2 separate regions of the Sus scrofa genome follow, and region 1 is linked to region 2. The links are chromatin contacts, called in public HiChIP or PLAC-seq maps. All regions are on one chromosome and are shown on one strand. The core of a region is the stretch at or near the end of the contact, and the rest is flanking DNA. Distances in the headings are between cores, read along the strand shown. Region 1 holds the start of LPAR5 (lysophosphatidic acid receptor 5). Region 2 holds the start of CLSTN3 (calsyntenin-3).

What was found. HiChIP or PLAC-seq counts read pairs in DNA pulled down with a chosen protein or histone mark.
Region 1: a contact with region 2 is called in an H3K27ac HiChIP or PLAC-seq map of alveolar macrophages. The contact joins the promoter of LPAR5 here to the promoter of CLSTN3 in region 2. A contact is called at or near these places in 1 of 47 Hi-C or Micro-C datasets (embryonic fibroblasts) and 1 of 2 datasets of contacts at active chromatin or transcription factors (alveolar macrophages).

The regions. Positions count from the first base shown.
Region 1 is chr5:64,045,938-64,052,026 of Sscrofa11.1, reverse strand. LPAR5 (lysophosphatidic acid receptor 5) reads right to left here and starts at 2,557. Exons shown (of 2, transcript XM_005652601.3): 1 at 2,137-2,557. It overlaps ACRBP (acrosin-binding protein), which reads right to left. Exons shown (of 10, transcript XM_003126533.4): 9 at 5,898-5,981; 10 at 4,181-4,502. The coding sequence ends at 4,380.
Region 2 is chr5:63,608,215-63,613,786 of Sscrofa11.1, reverse strand. CLSTN3 (calsyntenin-3) reads left to right here and starts at 1,610. Exons shown (of 18, transcript XM_021092406.1): 1 at 1,610-3,361. The coding sequence starts at 3,169.

The sequences.
Region 1 (6,089 bases), core at 1,308-3,807, 440 kb before region 2:
GCTTCTTCCTGTCTGCCACCCTCTCCCTGGGCTCCCCCCTCCCACGCTCTCCCCCCACTACCACCTTCACCAAAGCCCTTGATCTCCTCATCTCCTCTTTGTAGGAATCCACATCCTTGAAAGGTTTGGAATCTCAGATCTCTGGACATCATCTCTAGAAGAGTTCCAACCACCTTTCAGATGCTGGCAGCCACAGGCCAGTTGGCACACGAGTCCCACCCCTCCTGCGGTGTGTGGTGCCGACTGAGCCCACTTCCTCTGCTCTGTCCTCAGGCAGCTCAGGGCCCGAAGATGTGCCCGCTCCCCACAGACAGTAACTCTCAGCACCCCTTCACATGGGTCCTTTCAGATGCTCCCTACAGATCCCAACGGTGCTGAGCCTCCAGTGGAAGCTTCATGAAGTCTAAAGGCCTTGTGACAAGCTCCGTCCCACAGCGGCCCCAGGACACAAATGAATCCTGCCCATCTGCTTGTCCTGAGTCTAAGGCAGGGAGTTTAACGAGGTCACCAGGGTGAATGGATGGCCTCCTCCTGCCCCAGGGGCCACGTTCTTCCCACTGCCATGTTTATCCATCCTCCCTCGTCCCCAGTCCAGGCCCGCTCTGCTTCCTCCAGCCCAGATCCCTGCTCCAGCTTCCCCCTACCCTTCCCCACCTGAGACTCTCTTCTTGCCTTTCCAACCCCATCCCCGGCTGCAACTTTTCCCTCTCATGTCTCCCCACGGTTTTTCTGGAAAAAGGCAGAAAGCAAAGGCGACCTACAGCTCAATGATTGATGTGTGGTTGTCACCTCCCCACCAGCATACCTCTCCCCACCCTGCGGACAAGAGCTGGAAAAACAGGAAACAAGGTCCCAATCAAGACCTAGGTGGGATCTGGAGTTCCCATCATAGCTCAGCCGTTAATGAACCTGACTAGCATCCATGAGGATGAGGGTTCGATCCCTGGCCTTGCTCAGTGGGTTAAGGATCTAGCATTGCTGTGACCTATGGTGTGGGTCGCAGATGCACATCGGTCCTGAGTTGCTATGCCTGTGGTGTAGGCCAGCAGCTATAGCTCTGATTGGACCCCTAGCCTGGGAACCTCCATATGTGTTGGGTGTGGCCCTAAAAGACAGGAAAAAAAAAAAAAGACCTAAGAGGGTTCAGCCCTCCATAGCCTTGGGTGGTTCTCGCCTCCACAGGAGCCTTTGGCCTCGTGGACCTCGCCCTGACCTCAGGCAGCACTCAAGTCTCTGCTTTCCCCTTCCTGTGGGCACAGGTATCAGAGGCCGAAAGAGCTGGGTTCTAGGGTCCCTCAGTTGCCAGGAAGTGAGGCTCATGGGTTGAGTAGGTTTCTGCCTCCCGTTTAATCCTTGCCTCCATCTTCCCTTCTGCTACGACCTTCGCTCACCCTGAAGCGACAGGCGACACAACCCCTTCCGTCAGGGAGGCCCCCGTGAACATAAGGACTCGGTGGGCAGCTGCCTCATGGTTGGGACACAGAGGGACCAGAAGGCCTTGCCCGCTCTCAAATATCTCCCCCAACCCATGCTCAGTATCTGAAATTTTATCCACTTCGGGACCCTCACAGGCCACATTCCCGCAGAACTGTAGGGACCCTGGACACAGTTCATCTAATCCTCCGATAAAGACAATGCCCTGGGTTAAGGCAGCGTCTGTCCAAGACACCACTGAAGCACACTGGTTACATTGGAAGGATCCCCGTAAGGGCACAGCTGAGCCTTGACCCTGCTGATGGGGTTTCATCAGATGAGTTCATTGTCACCGGCAAAGGCCCGGCCCTGGGGCGAGTGGGTTTTAGGGCTTGCGTTGTCTAAGAGTAGGAAAGGGCTGGCAACCAGCCCCAGAGGGCCTTCCTCGGTGGCCCTGGGATTGGGGTTCAGCTTGACAGTGGGGACCTGACCGGTGAAGGGGAGGACACAGCCTCGGGGACAGCCAGGGTGGGGCTTCAAGATCTAGGGCAATCCTCTGTCCCCTGTCTGTGGGCCCAAGCCTGTCCCTTTGGGCTTTTGACTGAAACATTTTCCCAGGGCCCACAGCCTACTTTCACCTCCACCCCCCCCCACCCATGTCCTATTTCTAAAGGAGAGGGGCTGCCCCTGGGGGGCTCCCCCCAACCTGTGATGCCCCCATACCTGTGCTCGCTGAGGCTCCGCCGCTGCCTTGAGCTGGCTTCCGCTGCTGCCTGTTCTGGGCTGGGCTGGGCTGGTAGGACCTGCTCCAGGCAGGCGGACACACCCACCTCCGCAGCTGTCAGCAGATCCCAGCTCCCTGCACTCGCCCAACCCTGCGTGGGGCAGGGAGACAGAGGAGGAAGCACTGCCCTCAGTGGTCCACAGACAGGTCAGAGGAGAAGAATCCCCAGCGGATAAAGGCACTTCATCTGGCCCCAACCATCGCTGACTGCTGACTGTCCCCTCATGGCTCACACATTTCCCACAGTTTCCGGTGAGCCTAACTGGCACACCCACCCAGTGATGCCAGATGACTAACCCACCAGCCTTTTGTTCTCATCAGTTCCTCCTGGCTGTCTGTCTCTCTGTTGGGTTCCTGCAGGTGGTTTCACTCTTGCCACATGTAGCTTCTATCTGTGTGTATGTGTGTGTGTGTGGGGGGGAACCAGGGCTCAGATGACAGCCTCTGGTCTCTGTACCCCGGGCTGAGCCCCTTGTTTTCTACATCAGTAGGACCGGGCATGGTGTTTGCAGTCAGTACTCAAAAACAAGCGGCAGGTGAAAAAGGACACTGTGGTCGAATGAGAATGGAGAGACTAAGTGGAAAAGGTTTCTCTGTTACAGAGCTTCTCAGAGGTTTCAACATCCCATTAAAAGGCCAATGGCATGTTGATAATCAAAGCTGATAAAGGGTAGATGGAGATGCTTGACACTGTTCTTTGTGCTATATTCTACATATTGAGCTTCTCCATAATGTTTTCTCTTTTTTGTCTTTTTAAGATCGTACTCACGGCATATGGAGGTTCCCAGGCTAGGAGCTGAATCGGAGCTACAGCTGCCAGCCTAAGGCACAGCCACAGCAACGTTGGATCCGAGCCACATCTGCAACCTACACCACAGCTCATGGCAAAACTGGATCCTTAACCCACTGAGCAAGGCCAGGGATCGAACCCACGTCCTCATGGATACTAGTCGGGTTCTTTAACCACTGAGCCACGACAGGAACTCTGTAATGTTTTCTTCTAAATGCTGTGCAGTTTCCCTCATATGTGTGTATCCAGAACATGTTTTGGGGGATCCCAGATTATTAAAGGCTGATGCTGGAGTCACAGCTCCAAGCATGTCATTAAGATGCAGTTCCTGGAGTTCCCGTCGTGGCGCAGTGGTTAACGAATCCGACTAGGAACCATGAGGTTGCGGGTTCGGTCCCTGCCCTTGCTCAGTGGGTTAACGATCCGGCGTTGCCGTGAGCTGTGGTGTAGGTTGCAGACGCGGCTCGGATCCCGCTTTGCTGTGGCTCTGGCGTAGGCCGGTGGCTACAGCTCCGATTCAACCCCTAGCCTGGGAACCTCCATATGCCGCGGGAGCGGCCCAAGAAATAGCAACAACAACAACAACAACAAAGACAAAAAAAAAAAAAAAAGATGCAGTTCCTCAAGGACCCAGCGTTGTCACTGCTGTGGTTCTGGTGGCTGCTGTGGCACAGGTTCAATTCCTGGCCCAGGAACTTTGTACATGTGTGGCTGAAAAACAAACAAAAGGTGCAGCTCCTCCCCACTTCACCGTTTTCAGACCATCAGACCTCTCACTTGATATCAGAGCAGGGGTTTCCTGAGCTCAACCACAGTTCTTTCCTCCCTCCTAAAAAGCTCAAGTTCGGCCCTACTGCCCTGCAGTTGGCCCACTAGACACGACCTCATTCAGATCATCCTCAGAGAGACAGTCCTACACTCACATCCGAGATCTTGGGATCAGGGCTTCAGAAATGAAGACACACACGCCCTTCGGCCCACAGGCTCCCCAAGACACTGGCTGTGACCTTCATTCCACCCCCCTGGCTTCTCAGGGCTTCTCCTCCTAACGGAGGGCTTGCTGCCCTGGGTACTACCCCTTTGATTCTCTTTCCTGCAGATGGATCCATAACTCCCAGGGGTTGGAGAGCTGACGCTGTGGGGCAGGGGGACAGGGCTGAGGATGGGATCATAACCCAAACAGGCCGCACAGGTTGAAAATAAACACTTTATGTAAAGACATCCTTTAAGGTGGGTGGAGTTCCCGTCATGTCATGACCCTTCCAGGACTGCTGCCCCAACGCCAGGGATCGGAGCCGGGTAAGAGACTCAGGCCAGAAGGGGAAGCCTGGGGTCCAACAGCAATGAAGAGTGTGGAAGGGGGGCCGGGGTGGGGACAAGATGGAGTCCAGCTCATCCAGCTTGGCCGAGAGTCAAGGTGCTGAACTCCTGGCTCCATCGAAGCACGAGGTCCTCACTCTTGGCCTGGGTCAGGACGGTGTACGTCTCATTCTGCAGACATCGCATGCGAGACACCTGCACGGGGATTGGGTGCACACTGTCTGAGTTGGAGAGCCAGGAGCCAGAGGTGTCAGAAGTCCATGAACCAGAGGTGGGGGATGGGGGGGTGGATGGGGCATGGGCACAGGGAGCAGAGCTGCTGGGAAACTCAGATGAGGATTTTTACAAAATTTTTAAATTAAAGTCGATTTACAATATCCTGTCAAATTCTGCTGTACAGCAAATCGACCCAGTCATACGTAAGACAAACACTTTTTTCTTTTCTTTTTCTTTTTTTTTTTTTTTTGCCTCTTAGGGCTGCACCCATGGCATGTGGAGGTTCCCAGGCTAGGGGTCGAATCAGAGCTACAGCTGCTGGCCAACGCCACAGCCACAGCAACTTGGGATCCAAGCTGTGTCTTCAACCTGCACCAGAGCTCATGGCAATGCCAGATCCTTAACCCACTGAGCAAGACCAGGGATCAAACCCACAACTTCATGGTTCCTAGTCGGAATTATTTCCACTGTGCCACAATGGGAACTCTTCTTTTTTTGTTTTTGCTTTTGTTTTTTTAGGGTAGCACCCGCGACATATGGAGGTTCCCAGGCTAGGGGTTGAATTGGAGCTACAGCTGCCAGCCTACACCACAGCCACAGCAAGACCACGTCCAAGCTGCGTCTGCGACCTACATCACAGGCCACGGCCACACCAGATCCTCAACCCACTGAGCAAGGCCAGGGATTGAACCTGCAACCTCATGGTTCCTAGTCAGATTCGTTTCTGCTGCGCCACGACGGGAACTCCATATCCCAAGAGATTGAATAGAGTTCCCTGTGCTGTATGGTAGGACCTCACTGCTATATCTATTCTAAATGTAACAGTTCGCATCTACTAACCCCAAACTCCCAGTCCGTCCCACTCCCTCCCGCTCCCTCTTGGCAACCACAGGTCTGTTCTTCATGTCTCTGAGTTTCTGTTTTGTAGATGGTTTCATCTGTGACCTATTTTAGATGATGATGTGAGGTTTTAAAGCAGCAAGAGACCCCACAGCCCCACCCCTCTTTACGGAAATGAGTAGCCTGAGGCTGGAGAGGAAGTAGTTGGCTCAGCCGACTTGATGAGTAAGAGCAGGAGCTAAGACTGAGGCCTCAACTGGCTGGGGGTTCGGCACACCTGGCGTGTCCTTGGGGCCTCTGGTCTGCAGGCTCCCTCCCCAACAGAACCCTCAGCCCGGAAGGAACCCTGAGCCCCAGAGCGATGGTCACCCTGAGGCTGAAGGAGTGAGGACAAGTTGGGGGGGGGGCCTCTGCCCAAAGGTGCTCACCACACCCCTGCCTCTCTGATGCCACAGGATCCCAGAATAGACCCACCAAGGTGATCACTGTCAGGAGGGGCTGATTGGGGCGGGGGGGTGTGACGTGAGGGCTCACCTTCCGATCCCGGTTTCTCATCATGCACTGCTGGCTTTTGAAGGCACAGTAGTTCGGGTACTGCACGTATTCTGTGTCACAAATCTATGCCAGGAACCGGATGGAGATATCAGATGCCTCACAAAACCCTGGCCCTCCAGAGCAACGCCCGTGACGTGCCCACAGTGGCAGAGAGAACCAGACCCTCTGCGC
Region 2 (5,572 bases), core at 361-2,860:
GGCAAATGGTAGGCACATCTCACCTGTATCTTTGGGATGAGCTCATGTGACGGGGCAGAGAGGGCGCGTATGTACCAGGTAGGTATTGGAGTTCTCAAGGCAGGTGACTGGTGAGGAAGGAAGCCCGTGGTAGCCGGTGTGTCTGGGAGCTGAGGTTGGTAGTGGAGGCAGATGGTCCCAGGGAGGGGGCCTGAGACTTCTTCCTGTTTCTCTGAGCTGGTGGCAGCAGTGGAGGAGGAGAGCGTGACATTCACTCCCAGCATAGCCCTGCCCCACCTCCTGTTCCCCAGCGTGAGTTCTGGCCATTGTCTTGTGACCCTGCCCCTCAGTGCTGGGCACTTTGCCCTTGGTTGAAGAGAGCAGCCTTGAGAGTGGAAGGGTGTCCTTGAGATGGCTCCGCTGGTCCTCACCTGGGGGCCTGGCTACCACCCTCTCTGGTCTTCATTTGGTCACGGGGCTTCTGGCCCTGGTTGCAGATCTGGACAGGTGAGCGTTCTGTTTCTCTCAGGTGACAGTCCAGGTCACGGCGTGGCAGGCTGGGGGGATGCCCATAGTCTGTGAATGTCGGGGGGAGCACAGTGGAACAGAGAGCCACTAAAACACTTTCCCTAGTGGCCTCCCCTTTCCAGTCACCAGAGTTGGCTAAACCCAATGGCATCTGCACCAAGTCTTTTTTTTTTTTTTTTTGGTGTTTTAAAGGCACACCTGGAGTTCCCGTCGTGGCGCAGCGGGAATGAATTTGACTAGGAAGCATGAGGTTTTGTGTTCGATCCCTGGCCTTGCTCAGTGGGTTAAGGATCTGGCGTTGCCATGAGCAATGGTGTAGGTTGCAGACATGGCTCGGATCTGGCATTGCTGTGGCTGTGGTGTAGGCCGGCACCTGTAGCTCTGATGTGACCCCTAGCCTGGGAACCTCCATATGTCGCGGGTGCGGCCCTAAAAGGACAAAAGACAAATAGATAAATAAATAAATAAAGGCTGCACCTGTGGCATATCTTTTTGTGGCTGGACAGGCTTTTATTGCCCTGAGTCACCTGCCTCCCATCCCTTCATCAGCTGTCAGGGCTATGCTGCCAGGAGGAGAGTCATGTGTGATGAAGCTCGTAGTTGAGAAACTGTGTTCCTTAACGTGTTGTGTCACAGGACACTTGCACACTTAGCAGTTTAAAACCACAAAGATATATTCTTTGATATAGTATCGAGGGTCAGGAATCCAGAAGCAGCTTCAGTAGGTGGTTTTGGCTCAGGGTCTCTCACAGCCATGAGGTTTTGACTGGCCCGGAGGCTCTGCTTCCATGATGGTCCCCTCTGATGGCTGAGGGCTGGAGGCTTAGTTTCTTGCCACATGGCCCTTTTCACAGGACCCTTGAGTGTCCCCATGACAGGGCAGCTGGCTTTCCCCAGAGGGATCTAGGGTAGGAAGGGCGAAGTGGAGTTCTCTTGTGGGTCAGTGGGGTAAGGTGTTGTCACTGCAACTGCAGCATCTCTGTCGTGGTGTGGCAGGTTTGATCCCCGGCCCAGAAACTTCCGCATGCCTCGAGTGCAGCCAAACAAACAAACAAACAAAACAAAGCTCAAAGCAGAAGCCAAAATATATTTGCTTTAAAATTTTGTATTGTGGTAAGAGCACTTAACATGAGATCTACCCTCTTAATAAAGTTTTAAGTGTACAGTGTATACTGTAGGCGCACTGTTGTGTAGACAATCCAAAATGTCTGTTATAGTCTAGCCTTGGAAGTAATGTAGTACCCCTGCTGCATATGCCATTGGTCACACAGACCTACCCGGATACCGTGTGCGAAGAGAAGACACAAGAATGGGAATTCTGGGGACTTGGGGGCCCTCCTGGGGGCTGGCTCTCACAGAAGTACACATATTCTTTTAGCACAATCCATGCAGAAGATGAGCTGGCAGGCTGTTATTTTTGTGAGATATGGTTGCATTGCAGATGCTCTGAAGCCAGAGCGCCCTCTCCTCCTCATCCCTGCCGTCTGAAGGGTTCTGTCACCCACCCCATCCAGGAGCAAGATGGCACAGGTCCAAGTGTGGCCTACAGGGCACCAAACACCAGAGGAAGTGGGGCTCTGGGAGGAGAGCAAAGGGTTAAAAAGGTCCAAGATGATGTTGAAAAGGAGAGGAATGGGCAGGAAAGAGAGACCCCAGAGAGGCTGCCCTTGCCAATCTTGGGAGGATAAATAACCACAGCGTGAGTGCCGAGAATCCAGGTCTGTGGGCTTTCACCAGCAGATTCTCCAAAGGGACAAATTCAGAGGCAGGAGATTTCAGTTCCAAAGCTCCCACCCCCGCCCCCTGGGCGATTTGTGTGGACTCTCAAGCCTGAAATAAAGTCCTTTAGTAAAGGACTCTTTAAACATGCTGCGTGTGTGCCTGGTTTGCTAATAGCGAGGCTGCTCGGCTGTCCCCTGCACCATCCCTTCCTTCCACAATAAGGGAGGTGATGGGTGAGGCTGCACTTGGACTTCAGATGATTGACTTGTATATTATTCTCTGTTCTAGTTCCCTTTGTTTCCTCCAAGACTTTCCCGAACCCTTATTGAAACAGTGTCCCCTTGTCCCATCTGTGCTACTCTTAAACAAGGGATGGGTGGTGAATGGCAGCAGCGGTTAAGGGGGCCATCCAGGGAAATGAGTGCTTAGTGACCCAGCTGCCCCTTCCTGTGCTCGGGTACCCTCGTCACTGGGGACCTTGAAGACAAGCTAGGCTCTGGTTACATTAAGAATGACAGCAGTATCGTTACAGCTGGGTCAAGGACAGCGAGCGAGGCTTTTCTGCAAACAGCCAAGGAGAGGAGAGAGGAAGCCAAGGGGAGGGGCGGGTGTGGAAGACGGGATGGTAGATCCGTCCTAGAGCATCAAGGCCAAACAGACGGTCCCGGGAGGAGACAAAGGCACAGAAGTGAAATGATTTTCCCAAGGTCAAGAGAGGCGGCGATGGTGCCTCTGCAAGCAGTGTTTTTAGCTCTGTCTAGTTCTCCTGCCGGGACAATGAATATACCTTGGCTCCTGTTCTGGGCAGGGAGGAAAGCAAGAAGGTTCTGGGTCTTAGCAACTGTCTAGGAGGCGGATGAAAAGCCACATGGACAATGCAGTGCAAGGCAGACGCCTGAGGGATGCACATAGCCACGTGGAAGGAAAACTGGGTAGGCGATGGTTAAGGAGACCTCGGCCTCCTGGCTCACTTGTGGGCAAGGAGGGCTCCCACTGAGGCACCCACGGAGGGATTGCTGGAGCTTCTTCAGTGGAGAAGGAAGCCCAGGATGTGCTGCAGGGTGGAGGCCCCCCTACCCCCACCCCAGGCAGGGAGGATGCTGGCTGGAGTGGGCATCCGTGCGGAAGAAGGGTAAGGAGGCAGGAGGTCAAGGGCAGGTGGCTGCACCTGCAGCTGGGGACTGGAAAACGCTGGGCCTGGGCAGAGCCCCTGCTGTGGGGGTCCAGCTCCTTGGCTGGTGCAGCTTCAGTGGGTACCGTTTTGAGGGGCTCAACGGGGGCGCAGGGATGAAGCCTGGTGTCTTTGAACAGCCACTGCAGGGTGCTGGGGCGGGGCCTGTCTCATCAGCTCCATCTCTCCTGCACTGAAACCTCCTCTCAGGGAACAAGGAGGTAAGAATGGCTGTGGCTTCTGCAGGAGCAGAAGTCTTGCCCCGATGCTGGCACAAGGGCCTGGCAGGGTGGTGCTGTCTGCACTGCACATTTGTCCTCAAGGGGATGAAGGGCGTAGGATACAGTGGGATTCTGGCAACGACGCCCCTCCATCCATCACCCCCAGATGTTTTACCTGCCTGGACTGCCCAGGCGAGGCTGTCTCTCAGTCTCTGGTGTCAGTCACTTAACACTTTGGCGTGACCTCAGGGCATGGGCAGTGAGGCCTTATTCTCACCTCTGGAACACAAGGCTTTTCGAACAGTTAAAAGGATTTCAACGGGTGGAGAGTAGGGGATAAAAAAAACACAGTGAGAGCTAAGCTTCATCAGGGCTTGCTCCATTCCAGGCCCTATGCTGAGTGACTTTTACATAGAAATTTCACAAAATTTCCAGCAGGAAGAAAGTACTTTTTTTTGTCTTTTAAGAGCCACACTGGTGGCATATGGAGGTTCCCAGGCTTGGGGTTGAATCAGAGCTGTAGCTGCCAGCCTACACCACAACCAAGCAGTGTGGGATCGGAGCTGCGTCTGCGACCTACACCACAGCTCATGGCACCCCAGGATCCTTAACCCACTGAGAGAGGCCAGGGATCGAACCCACATCCTCATGGATGCTAGTGGGGTTCATTAACTGCTGAGCCACGATGGGAACTCCAGGATGGAAGTACTCTTGATGTTGTCTTGTGTGGCCACTGCTGTGGCTCATTTCCTGAGGCTTAGCGGCTTGTCTATGTTCACACAGCCAATAAGAAAGAGGTGCTGCTGAACACCTGAGCCTCCTTGCTGGACCACTGTGTAATGCTCCCTCCCAATCTTGGTGATTTTAGGCTCATCTAGAACCTCCGAGGCAAGTGGTTTGTCCGTGAACCCGAAGGCCTGGCGATGCTGGTGACCCTGTGTTTCGGCACTGCCCATGGGGACAGCATGGAGGCTCCTAGGGCTGCCCCTCTCTTAATGGCCAGAACAAGAGTGAGGGTGGAGGAACGTGAGATTGGGAGGTTCACACCCAGGTAGATGGTGGGCCAGCAGGGTCTTGAAAGGACAGAGGTCCCCCGTTCCTGTTGGAAGGGTGAGTGTGATAGTCAGCTCCATCTCAGGCCCCTGGAACCTGAATGGCCTCTGGTGAGGGGGGCATTCCGTGGCTAGCAAGGTGCCCACAGAGCTGGCCCAGAGCTGGCCTGTTGGCTGAGATCTCGGGGAGGAAGAGGAGGGCCTGGTGGGTGCTGGTCTGGTTCCTGGTCAGGCTGGATCACTGCTCATCCCCCTGGTCTCAGAGGCCTTGGCTACTGCCCTCCACGCAAATCCAGGCTGGCTACATCCGGGTCCTTCACAGAGCCTGTGGATTTCCCCAGTAGGTTCCCTCGTCCACTACCCATCACCTGCTGTGTTACCTGTAAGGTCTTCCCCATCCTTCCTGTCCATATTCATGGACCCGGCTCTGGATGGCTGCTGGTCAGTCCCTTGGGACCCTGATGGCACAGATGCTATCATAACTGAGGGGCTTATGGTGGGGGAAGTTGGGGGAGTCATCCCAGAGAGCTGGGTGGGGGTCCTGGGGGTGGCCTGCTTGGGCAGATGCAGTGATCTCCAGAGGCGGGAGAAGAGCCCATGGAAGGGCAGGGAGAGGTGGGGGTGGGGGGGGCAGCCACAGCCAGGGGCAGCCTCCTACCCCACTTTATCCTCTGTCACATCGGGGACTGCAGGCAGGCCTCTCATCGACCTTTGGGTATTTAAGCCTAGACCAGATATTATTCTTTTTTTTTTTTTTAGGACCGCACCTGTGACATATGGAAGTTCCCAGGCTAGGGATGGAATCAGAGCTGCAGCTGCCAGCTATGCCTACGCCTACGCCACAGCCACACCGGATCTGAGCTGCATCTGCGAACTACGTCGCACTTTGTGGCAAGGTC